Regions from separate parts of the Sus scrofa genome. Here region 2 is linked to region 1. A link is a contact called in public HiChIP or PLAC-seq data. All regions are on one chromosome and are shown on one strand. The core of a region is the stretch at or near the end of the contact, and the rest is flanking DNA. Distances in the headings are between cores, read along the strand shown.

Region 1 (4,816 bases), core at 441-2,940:
TAAAGCTTTTAGTACCGGGCCACATGGTAAGTACTCAGAAGGGACTGTTGGTACTTACAGTTCTGGAGAGGCTAGGTCCTCTAATCACCTGTGTTTTCTGCTGGGTGAACCAAGGGGATTTTCCACCTCCTGGTTAGTTCATAAGGTATGTTAATCACAGGAAAGTTTATACGATGATGAGTTGGTGGTTGCCTAATTTGATGAGTCAGATTGTTTTCTTTTTTTCACTTCTGTGTTGAAAATAGAAATTTAGGTCAACTTTTTGCTGGAGGCAGAAAAGTTTTTTTAGGAGTTCTCCTGTGGGGCAGCGGGTTCAGGATTCGGCATTGTCACCGCAGCGGCTTGGGACACTGCTGTGGCTGGTGTTCCATCCTGGCCTGGGAACTTCCACAGGCCGAGGGTGCGGCCAAAAACAAAACATTCTTTTTATTGGGTTACCTGTCTGAAATGAGAAAGAAACCCCTTTGAATGCCTGGCTATCGACTCAGCCCCACAGCTGATATGAATAGATTTCCTTTGGGAACCTCAAGTAAGAGTCTTAGGAGAGAGTCTATGTATGGCTCTTAAGCTGGGAAACATCGATTAAAATCTAGCTTAGATTTAGTTTCTAAGGCTACCGGAATTGAGACATTTAAAGACTCAGAATACCAGGCTTCTTTGGGTGAATTTAACAGTGTGTGCTGTGAACAGCTGCACGAGAATCAAAGGTCATTACTGCCATTGCCCAGGGCTGCAGTGTCAGCAAAGGCAACCCAGCAGGAGGATGCATGTGGTGGGAATTTCGGGATGCCTAGGACCACCCAAGGTGGTCATCCCACTAAGAAGAGCTTACCTAACGCATTGCTCTAATAGGCTCTTAGGTTGCTAATAATCATATGGCCTTAATCAGCAGTAAATGAGAACCTACTTAATCAACCCACAGTCTTAAGGTAGTGTGAAGTAACAAGAAAAGTGAACTGCTACTAAGTGGCATTACTCTGACAAGACTGGCATATTTTCATTTTCCCAGTGTTCTCTTCTGTGCATGAAACTGGGTTCTGGGCTTAATAACCCTCAGCCATAAAGTACTGTAACATGTTAGTTCATGCTGGGTGGCAACAGGTTTGTTTTTCATGATTATGTAATCTGAATTCTTCTTCCAAGAAAGGATTTGGAAATGAGCTATTAAATTGGATTGCCAGCAGACATTTGGTCTAAATGCACATCTGCATTAGCTGCATGAAACTCCGGCCCTTTCTCTCTCATGGCCCCCTACCCCTCTACAAATCTGAAAACTGCAACTCTAGTGTGGCCCATGAGAAAAACAGTCCAGCAGCTGGCCGAGGTTTACATAAAGCAGTGAAATGCCTACTAAGGATTTTTAGGTGAGGGTATTTGATCTTCCTTGGTCTTAAATAGCAACCTAATGAGCCAGGCGATCTGGGCACTCCGTACACTTGTACCCAGATTAGATTGGCTTTAAAAACTAATATAGTGTTAAAATATTGTGCAAAGGGTGCCTACTGGAGTAGGTTCAAAGACTTCAAGTGCTAGGTTGGTATTTATTGACTAAAATGCTACTTAGAAAAGAGTTCACGTTGTTCTTAATTTCCAAGACAAAGCTGAAAACCACAGCAAATAACTGCTTGGGGGTTTGCATTCCATAGTCCTGGACTCAGAGGCAAGCTTCCTGTTCCCTCTTGGCTGGCAGACCCGACCCGAAGGCCAGGCGGTGAATGGTTTGGTTCTTAGAGTTGCAGAATCTGCACCGGGTGCCAGACCAGGTGTTTTTTGTTTTTTTAAGTTCATCGTAAAGATTTGGATCTCACGGAAAGAGAACAGGAGAGCAGACTGAGTTAGGTATTTGGGCAAAGACCATCTCTTTACAAAGATCCACACACCTGAGTAGCTCCCAAAGAGGAGGGTTTCAAAATAACTGAGACCCACACTTGGAAAACGCGAATCATTCCCCGGGATCTTCTTGGTAAGATTCAGGAATTAAAAGGAAGAAAAGAAAAAGAAAAAGAACCATTCAAGATTCTCAGGCCAACAGGATTTTTATTTTTTTCCTTCTAGGGGAAATGCCAGATTTTTTTCAAGTAGTATAATTCCGTGTTTTTGTATGCAACTTGTATGCACAGTCCTATGTTTATAAGGAGCTGAAAGTCAAATGCTGAGATTTCCTCTGCTACCTTTACAGCTGGTGCTCTTACATGGGCCCAGGTCAGAACCTACAGGAAACTCTGGCTGTGCGTGTGCATGTTTGTAACAAAGAAAGGGAGAGAGAAAGATACAGATAAAGACAGGGAATTCCAGAATTGTCCTTGCAAGGAGTAGTTATGAGGCTGAATGTTCTAGTGGAAAATAAATGAAGAGAATCCTAGAACACTAGTTATTCAAATAGCATGCCCACATGAATTGCTTAGGAAAAACCATTAACCTCTTCTTCTCTGCCCCATTCTTTCAGCAATTTTAAAGGTCTTATGGCCAAAGGACAAGATCCGGAAGGGTTGGTGGTGGGGCCGGGAAGAGTTGAAGTTTAACTCAGCTGATCTGGGGGCGAATTTCCTTGGCAGTGCAAAGGCTCTCAATGAAGGATCTCTGCCAGACAGAAGCAGCGCAGGCCACGCCCGGGCCACAGCGAGGCCCGTCCCTGACCCTCCTTCAGAGAAGAGGCTTGTGTCCTTTTCTGAGGCAGCCCCTCCCTTGGGTAGACAAACAAGCCTCCTCAGTACGCATCCTCCCCCACCCCCACCAGTGTGCTCATTCCAACCTTTGTGCCCCCTTCCAACCTCTCCTTATAATTCTCTCTCCCCACCTCTTTAACCCAACCTCTCACCCCCTTCCAGGTCCAACACCAGATCCTCTAAGCATCCTTGCAAATAAAGAACGTTCCCCTGGGATGCTCTCCATCCTCTCCGCCCTCATCAGGCTGCTAATATTTTCACTGTTTCTTATAGACGCTGTAGAGACAAAAGCCCTTCTCCTTTCTTTTCTGGCTGTCCAATTCTTTCTTTTCTTCAAAAAATAAATAACCTTATGATCTCCCTGCCTGGCTTTTATCATGGTTTTCTACATCCACAGATGTAGGTGGAACATAACTGACTTCACCTGCTGTTCCATCCAGGCATAGTCTTAGTTCAGCCGAATCCACTGGAATCAACCGAGGCCCATGTTTGGCTTCGGTAAAGGTTCTCTGACATGAGAATTTAAAAGCATTCCATGGAGTTCCCGCCGTGGCACAGTGGTTAATGAATCCGACTAGGAACCATGAGGTTGCGGGTTCGGTCCCTGCCCTTGCTCAGTGGGTTGACGATCCGGCGTTGCCGTGAGCTGTGGTGTAGGTTGCAGACACGGCTCGGATCCCGCGTTGCTGTGGCTCTGGTGTAGGCCGGTGGCTACAGCTCCGATTGGACCCCTAGCCTGGGAACCTCCATATGCAGTGGGAGCGGCCCAAGAAACAGCAAAAAGACAAAAAAAAATAAAAATTAAAAAAAAAAAAAGCATTCCAAAAGAATGGAAGCTCTTTCTCCAACAAAGACAGGAAGAACTGAAGGAAAAGTGTGTACATAGAGGGGGTATAATGTTACTTCTTTTCCTCGACTCTGGGGCACATACGCAGAGAGGTGACCTGGAGGGACTCTTCGGACATATGGTCCAGAAATACTAGGAAAAACCCTCTCTCTATTAACAAAAATGTCTTAAAGACGTTTTATATGAATCAAAATGTAGACATGTTTTTTTCTATTTAGGCCTTCCTAAGTTTTTTGTAATCTTCCTTAAAAATATTAGAGTTTGGTACGGGGACTAGAGCTTGCATGAGAGAGAAATCATTCTTTCTCATGAGTCTAGACTTCCCTACCTAGGGAAGTCTAAAGGAAATTGAGTGCAGTCAACCTGCAAGGGTGAGCAGAGATAATTGAAATACACTGATAATTCAGAATCTTATTTCCACCTCATTTACTTCAACCTCTGTTCCCTTCTGTTGGTACTTCTACAGAAAAGCGAAGCAGACTAAATTGAAGATAATTTAGAAGATAATTTCGTCCCCACTCCTGCCCTCCCCCTCCCCCCAGGGGCTCAGTCTGTTGGGTGGAAGATCATTATCGGGAGAAAGAGGCAAAACAAGTGGGCCACAGTCCCCTCCCCAGCTCGCCTCTTCTTCGTCACTCAGTTGTGCCAACGTTCCAGGAGAGTGTCACTTGTTTAATATTGATGCACTTTAATGTGAAAATCATTTCTGGTCTTGACCTGTTTTCAGTTTGTCAATACTCTAGATTTTGCCAAGTTTGGGAACCTTAGCATAAATATGGCCAAATCCACTTGACTACAGTTAGTGAACGTCTGTGTTTTTCACGCCTCGCCTTTTGCTGGGAAGGGGAGAATTGTGCATTGTTTTCTGTAGGATTTGCTTACGAATTTTGCCTGCGCTGGAACGCAATCGAGACGCTGTCTCTCCCACATCTTTTCCTCTGTCATTTTATAATGTGTGCTCATCCTATTACTGTATAAAAATGTGTATTTTATATCCACCATTATGAGTCATTAGAAGGAAGAGGAAAAAACTCTTTTTCTTTTTTGGCTGCACCTGTGGCATGCGGATGTTCCCAGGCCAGGGATGGAACCCACACCGTAGCAGTGCCCCAAGCCACTGCAGGGACAATGCTGGATCCCTAACCTGCTGCATCACACAAGAACTGGTGGCACAGCAGGCTAACGATCTGGGGCTGTTACTGCAGAGGCTTGGTTCCCTTCTATGGTGCTGGTTTGATCCTTGGCCCAGGAACTTCCACATGCCTCGGGGACAGCCAAATATATATTTATATATACACATATA
Region 2 (5,186 bases), core at 819-3,318, 130 kb after region 1:
AAAAAAAAACCAAATTTTAAGCAAACATAGCCTATTTGACAAAGTACGGTTTCGAGACGGATTAGGCTTTTCTAGAATCATAGTTTTTTATGCAGGTGTGAAATGCCACAGATTGCGGAGTCCAGTTGGTTTACTGTACCGATGAAGAAAGAACCAGGGAGGTAAAGGGACTTTGTCCACAGTCACACAGCCGCTTAGGGACAGAAGCCTGGCTCTTAAGCCTGTACTGGGATAGTTTTAGGTGAACCAAGAATGCAGGCGTGGGAGAGCCCAGGGATAGGGTTTATTTAAACTTCTAAAAGCCTTTTGCCCATCCACCCCTCCCACCCCCTGCCACCACCAAGACACCCTGCGGGACTGGAAGAGATGTGTTTTGTCCAAGGGAAGGAAGTCGTTTAGACAGAAGAATCAAAGAGTGAGAGAAAACAGGCATTTCTTTGAATGGCGTCCTTTAAATAGTGAGCATTATGTGGAGATTGGAACTAAGATGGGTGTTATTTAACGTTTCTGTTTTTTGGGTTTTTTTAATCAGTGATCTGCCGCCCTGGGCACAGAGTGAAAGTGACTAGCTTTCAGATGACACTAAGCCCTTTAGAAGAGTGGAAAACTGAGACATTGGAAATAAACAGTAGAAAGGTGTCAGCAGGTGTCAAGTTGCCAGGTGTGGCAGTGAGGGGATGGTACTGCTGCTTTCTGGTGTCATCTGTGAGAGCAGCGGGGGAGTCATTGTGGCAGGGACATGTCACCACATGTTTCAGTTCATAGCAGCCCAGCTATCAAGGTTAGCCTGTCAAGCTTGTGCCTGCAGCTGGCGAGAGCAAGTAGATATTTCACCAGCGTAAAACTGGTTCCTGCCAGCATAGAAAGGTATTAACCGTTATTCAAAGCAGAGCCTAGCACATTTGACGTATGTTTCACTAAATTGCAAGGCAGACACAAGACACTTTAACCAAAAATCAGAGAGGTGCAGCAATGTTAGAAATAAATGTGGCTTTTTGTTTTTGTTTTTGCAGCAATGTGGACCTAGAAATGATCATACTAAGTGAAGTAAGTCAGAGAAAGACAGATATTGTATGAGATCACTAATATGTGGGATCTAATAAAAATGATACAGAAGAACTTATTCACAAAACAGAAATAGACTCAGAAATTTTGAAACCAAACTGATGGCTACCAAAGGGGAGATGTGAGGAGGAATGGATTGGGAGGTTGGGATTGACATATACCAAGTACACTACCCACTATATGCAAAATCAGTCAGTAACAAGGACCGGCTGTAGAGCTCGGGGAAACCTATTCAGTAGTCTGTAACAGCCTGTGTCGGGGAAAGAGTCTGCTAAAGAATGGATATATATACGTATGCGTATGATTCACTGCTGTACACCTGACACTAATGCAGCATTGTAAGTCACATACACTCCAAGCAAATTTATTTTTTAAAAAAGAAAACATAGACAAAACAAATGGTTTTGACCAGGACAACAAATGTTTTGAAGAACGTCACCAGAAGACATTAACAGTAATAACTAAAGAGCAAAACCTATAGATCTAAGGAAAACTGGACAAGGCCAGTGATTTGGATCTTTGAAATAAATGACCAATTGTGAAAACTCAGACAGACGCTGGTGGAAAATATCAATGCAAGTTATGTGGATGCCCGACTGCATTTGTGTATATTTTGAATGATTGGTGGAAAATCAATCATGGATGGCATCAACTGGTAGTCAGTCTAATCTTCAAGGAAAATAGTAGCTGGGAATAAAATGTAGTTCAAAAACAAAACTGTGCTGCACTAGGAGCACAGACGTGCAGTCAGAAGACGGAGTTTGCAGGTGTTTGTTTCTCGGTCAGGCTCTGTAAACTCCCCGAAATGCAGCTTCTGTGTTTATAGTCGGTCGGAGGTGATTAACTCAGAAAGCACCCATCACTGTGTTCAGCACAGAGTGGGTATGCAGATAATGTTTGTTTTTTTAAATAAAAGAGATATTCTGTGTGGTAATGAGAAATTGCAGAGCAGTAGTTGTCAGTCACCTGGTAGAAGAATCCACGCTGGCCCCACCTAGCCGGAAACATACTGGGAAGAGCATTCTGGGAAATGTAGTTCAGCCTCGCCAAGTTGGCACATTACAGTTCCACCAAGGGGCTTGGCACCTAATTGATGATAAGCAGAGCCTAAATCGCCATAAACCCTGCTTTGCTAGAAACTCTGCTGTGTATAAATTTGATACTGACTCATGAGTGCTGGAAATTAAAATTTCGAAAGACAAAGGATTTGATGGCATTGAAATTAAGTTCAAATTTGTTCCTTATTTCCTCAGGCACTTCCCAAAGGTAGAGTTGCAAAGGCAAATTTAAAACTATGTTGTTATCAGAAACATGTATTTCCCAAGTAGGCTCCCTACCCTGACCCCAGTCCTTTGCAAGGGAGCAGATCTTGCCCAGAGGGCCCAGACTGGTCCTCCTCTCTGCACTGCGGTTATCAGGCAAGTACGGGGCAGCAGGACAAGGCAGGCCTGGCCCTGCAGCTTCACAGATGGTCAGAGCAGCTGTTCAGGGTCTGGAAGCCAGGTTGGCTGCGGTAGCAAGCGCCAGGATGACCTGATGCTAATCTTGCAGTGCTTGTAACTTGAAGAGGGTGTTGTTGGAATAACATAAACAGATTCCAATTGAAGATTATTTAAAGAGATGATAGACTCTTGGTAAGTGATGACTATTAAAAACAAGACGAAACTAAGATATTGGGTTGGTCGAATCTTTAAGTGGGGTCCTTATCCTGCATGCCCCACAATCTCCTGTGACATTCTTTAAAAAACCCATATTCTCAGAGCTCCCGTCATGGCTCAGTAGTTAACAAATCTGTCTAGGAACCATGAGGTTGTGGGTTCGATCCCGGGCCTTGCTCAGTGGGTTGAGGATTCGGCGTTGCTGTGAACAGTGGTGTAGGTTGCAGATGGCGGCTCGGATGCCAAGTTGCTGTGGCTCTGGCATAGGCCTGCGGCTACAGCTCAGATTAGACCCCTAGCCTGGGAACCTCCATATGCCACATGTGCGGCCCTAGAAGAGACAAAAAAACAAGCAAACAATGCATATTCTCATACCCCACTCCTGACTGCCTGAATCAGAATCTTTTCCTTGGCGCCACAGGTGCGTCTTACACTTGCGAAGTTTGGTTAAATGGAAGACAGCTCTATCCTGATGTTCTTTCAGTGGCAGCTGCTGTTTTATGTCTGTAAATAGATGTTAGAGACATTCTCTCTCAGGATGGATTGTAGGAATTGGGAAGGAATTAAAGAGTTGCAGGAGTTCCCTGGTGGCTCAGTGGGTTAAGGATCTGGCATTGTCACTGCTGTGGCTCAGGTTGCTGCTGTGGTTCAGGTTTGATCCCTGGCCCGGAAACTTCCACATGCTTCAGATGAGGCCAAAAAATTAAAAAAAAAAAAAAAAAATAGCAAAGTTTGTTTTAGGCTGAGGAACCTAGAAAATAGTGTGATCTTATTTGTGGAACAACTATGGGCATCTTTATGGGGGCCTTGGCCTGATCACCATGGAGAACCCAAGGTTCCACAGTTTTTACTTCCTGTTTTATTTATTTATTCATTTTGGTCTTTTTGCCATTTCTTGGGCTGCTCCCGCAGCATATGGAGGTTTCCAGGCTAGGGGTCCAATCGGAGCTGTAGCCACTGGCCTACACCAGAGCCACAGCAACTCGGGATCTGAGCCGCGTCTGCAACCTACACCACACCTCACGGCAACGCTGAATCCTTAACCCAGTGAGCAAGGGCAGGGACCGAACCCGCAACCTCATGGTTCCTAGTCGGATCATTAACCACTGAGCCACAACGGGAACTCCTATTTCCTGTTTTAGAGTCTAGCATTTTAGTCTTCCAGTTTGTTAAATGTTGATAATGCCTAATAGACTATGCATAATGTAATGTATGATATATCCCTAAACAAGTTATTAAATATTACTTATTGCACAAGAATTTAGCAGTATGTACGTCCTTAATAAAAGTAGTAACAACAACTTACCTGAATTGTCCTACTCTGGGACCTGAAACCCTCATATGGAACCTTTTCCACCATTTACCCTGGCTTTAAAATTGTGAATTTAATTAAAAAAAGAGAATATTGTTTTCAAAACTGAGAATACTGTCTATGGATTTCAGTAATTCTCTGGCTTTTCTGGTTTGTCAATTTCTACTGAATTTAGGTAAATGTAACATGAAGCAGTAGGTAAATTGAGTAACAATAATAAAATCATTTCAACCAAATAAAATTCCAAAGTTGTGAAAACATTAAAGTTTTCATGACTTTTTTTTTTTTTTTTTTTTTTTTTTTTTTAGGGCCGCAAGTGCGGCCTATGGAAGTTCCCAGGCCAGGGACCTAATTGGAGCTGCAGCTGCCGGCCTTTGCTTCAGCCATTGCAACATCAGATCCTAACTGTACCTATGACCTACACCTCAGCTCTTGGCAATGCCAGATTCTTCACCCATTGAGCAGGGCCAGGGATAGAACCCACATCCTCATGGTTACTAGCTGGGTTCGTTTCAGCTGAGCCACAACAGGAACTCCCATAGTCAATTTTTAAAAACAAGATATTATTTTTTGGACTGGTTCATGAAGTCTTGATTCCAGCTACCCATCAGAAACACAATATATTTAAGTAAAAAAAAAAAAGTTTAATGATAGAAAGGCCTAGTTCTAGAAAGCAGTTATCTTAATTTTCTCAAAAGGCTTCTGGGAAGCAATGAGAGCTTTTGTGTTGCATACACGCTCACACACAAGTGCACACACACACACACACACACAACCATGCTTTTTGATGTGCTTCCCTTTATTACAAGTACTTAAAGTGTTATCCTGAGAGCTAATATTCTGACAATTTTTCACAAGAAAATTCCACTCTTATAAAAAAAAAAATGGCTTGGAAATGTTTTATCCACAGGAAGTTGGAAAATACCAGATAAAGGAAAGCTGTATTCTTTACACCCGGTTCATTTTTAAAAGGGCATCATGAATTATGTAACCATTATACACTAAAGGAGACATTTTTCCTTTCTGATTTAATGTGATTATTTGCTAATTTGTAACATTGTGTAATTATAACTGCAATATGACTGGAAATCCTTTTAGAGCTTTGAACATCTGCAGGAGAGTAATGTTGGATTGTTGAATTATTCATTGCT

Evidence for each region. HiChIP or PLAC-seq counts read pairs in DNA pulled down with a chosen protein or histone mark.
Region 2: a contact with region 1 is called in an H3K27ac HiChIP or PLAC-seq map of skeletal muscle. The contact joins two enhancer-like sites. A contact is called at or near these places in 1 of 47 Hi-C or Micro-C datasets (embryonic fibroblasts) and 1 of 2 datasets of contacts at active chromatin or transcription factors (skeletal muscle).

The regions. Positions count from the first base shown.
Region 1 is chr9:129,027,766-129,032,581 of Sscrofa11.1, forward strand. No RefSeq gene overlaps it. Among named protein-coding and RNA genes, the nearest start is that of CENPF, 18 kb to the left of the region's middle. Within about 2 kb of position 1,691, at least 12 of the 83 cell types and tissues checked have an H3K27ac peak or open chromatin away from gene starts, as enhancers often do. A contact at or near this core is called in skeletal muscle, where this site is marked.
Region 2 is chr9:129,155,908-129,161,093 of Sscrofa11.1, forward strand. All of the region lies in intron 4 of PTPN14 (tyrosine-protein phosphatase non-receptor type 14), which reads left to right. Among named protein-coding and RNA genes, the nearest start is that of PTPN14, 44 kb to the left of the region's middle. Within about 2 kb of position 2,069, at least 4 of the 83 cell types and tissues checked have an H3K27ac peak or open chromatin away from gene starts, as enhancers often do. A contact at or near this core is called in skeletal muscle, where this site is marked.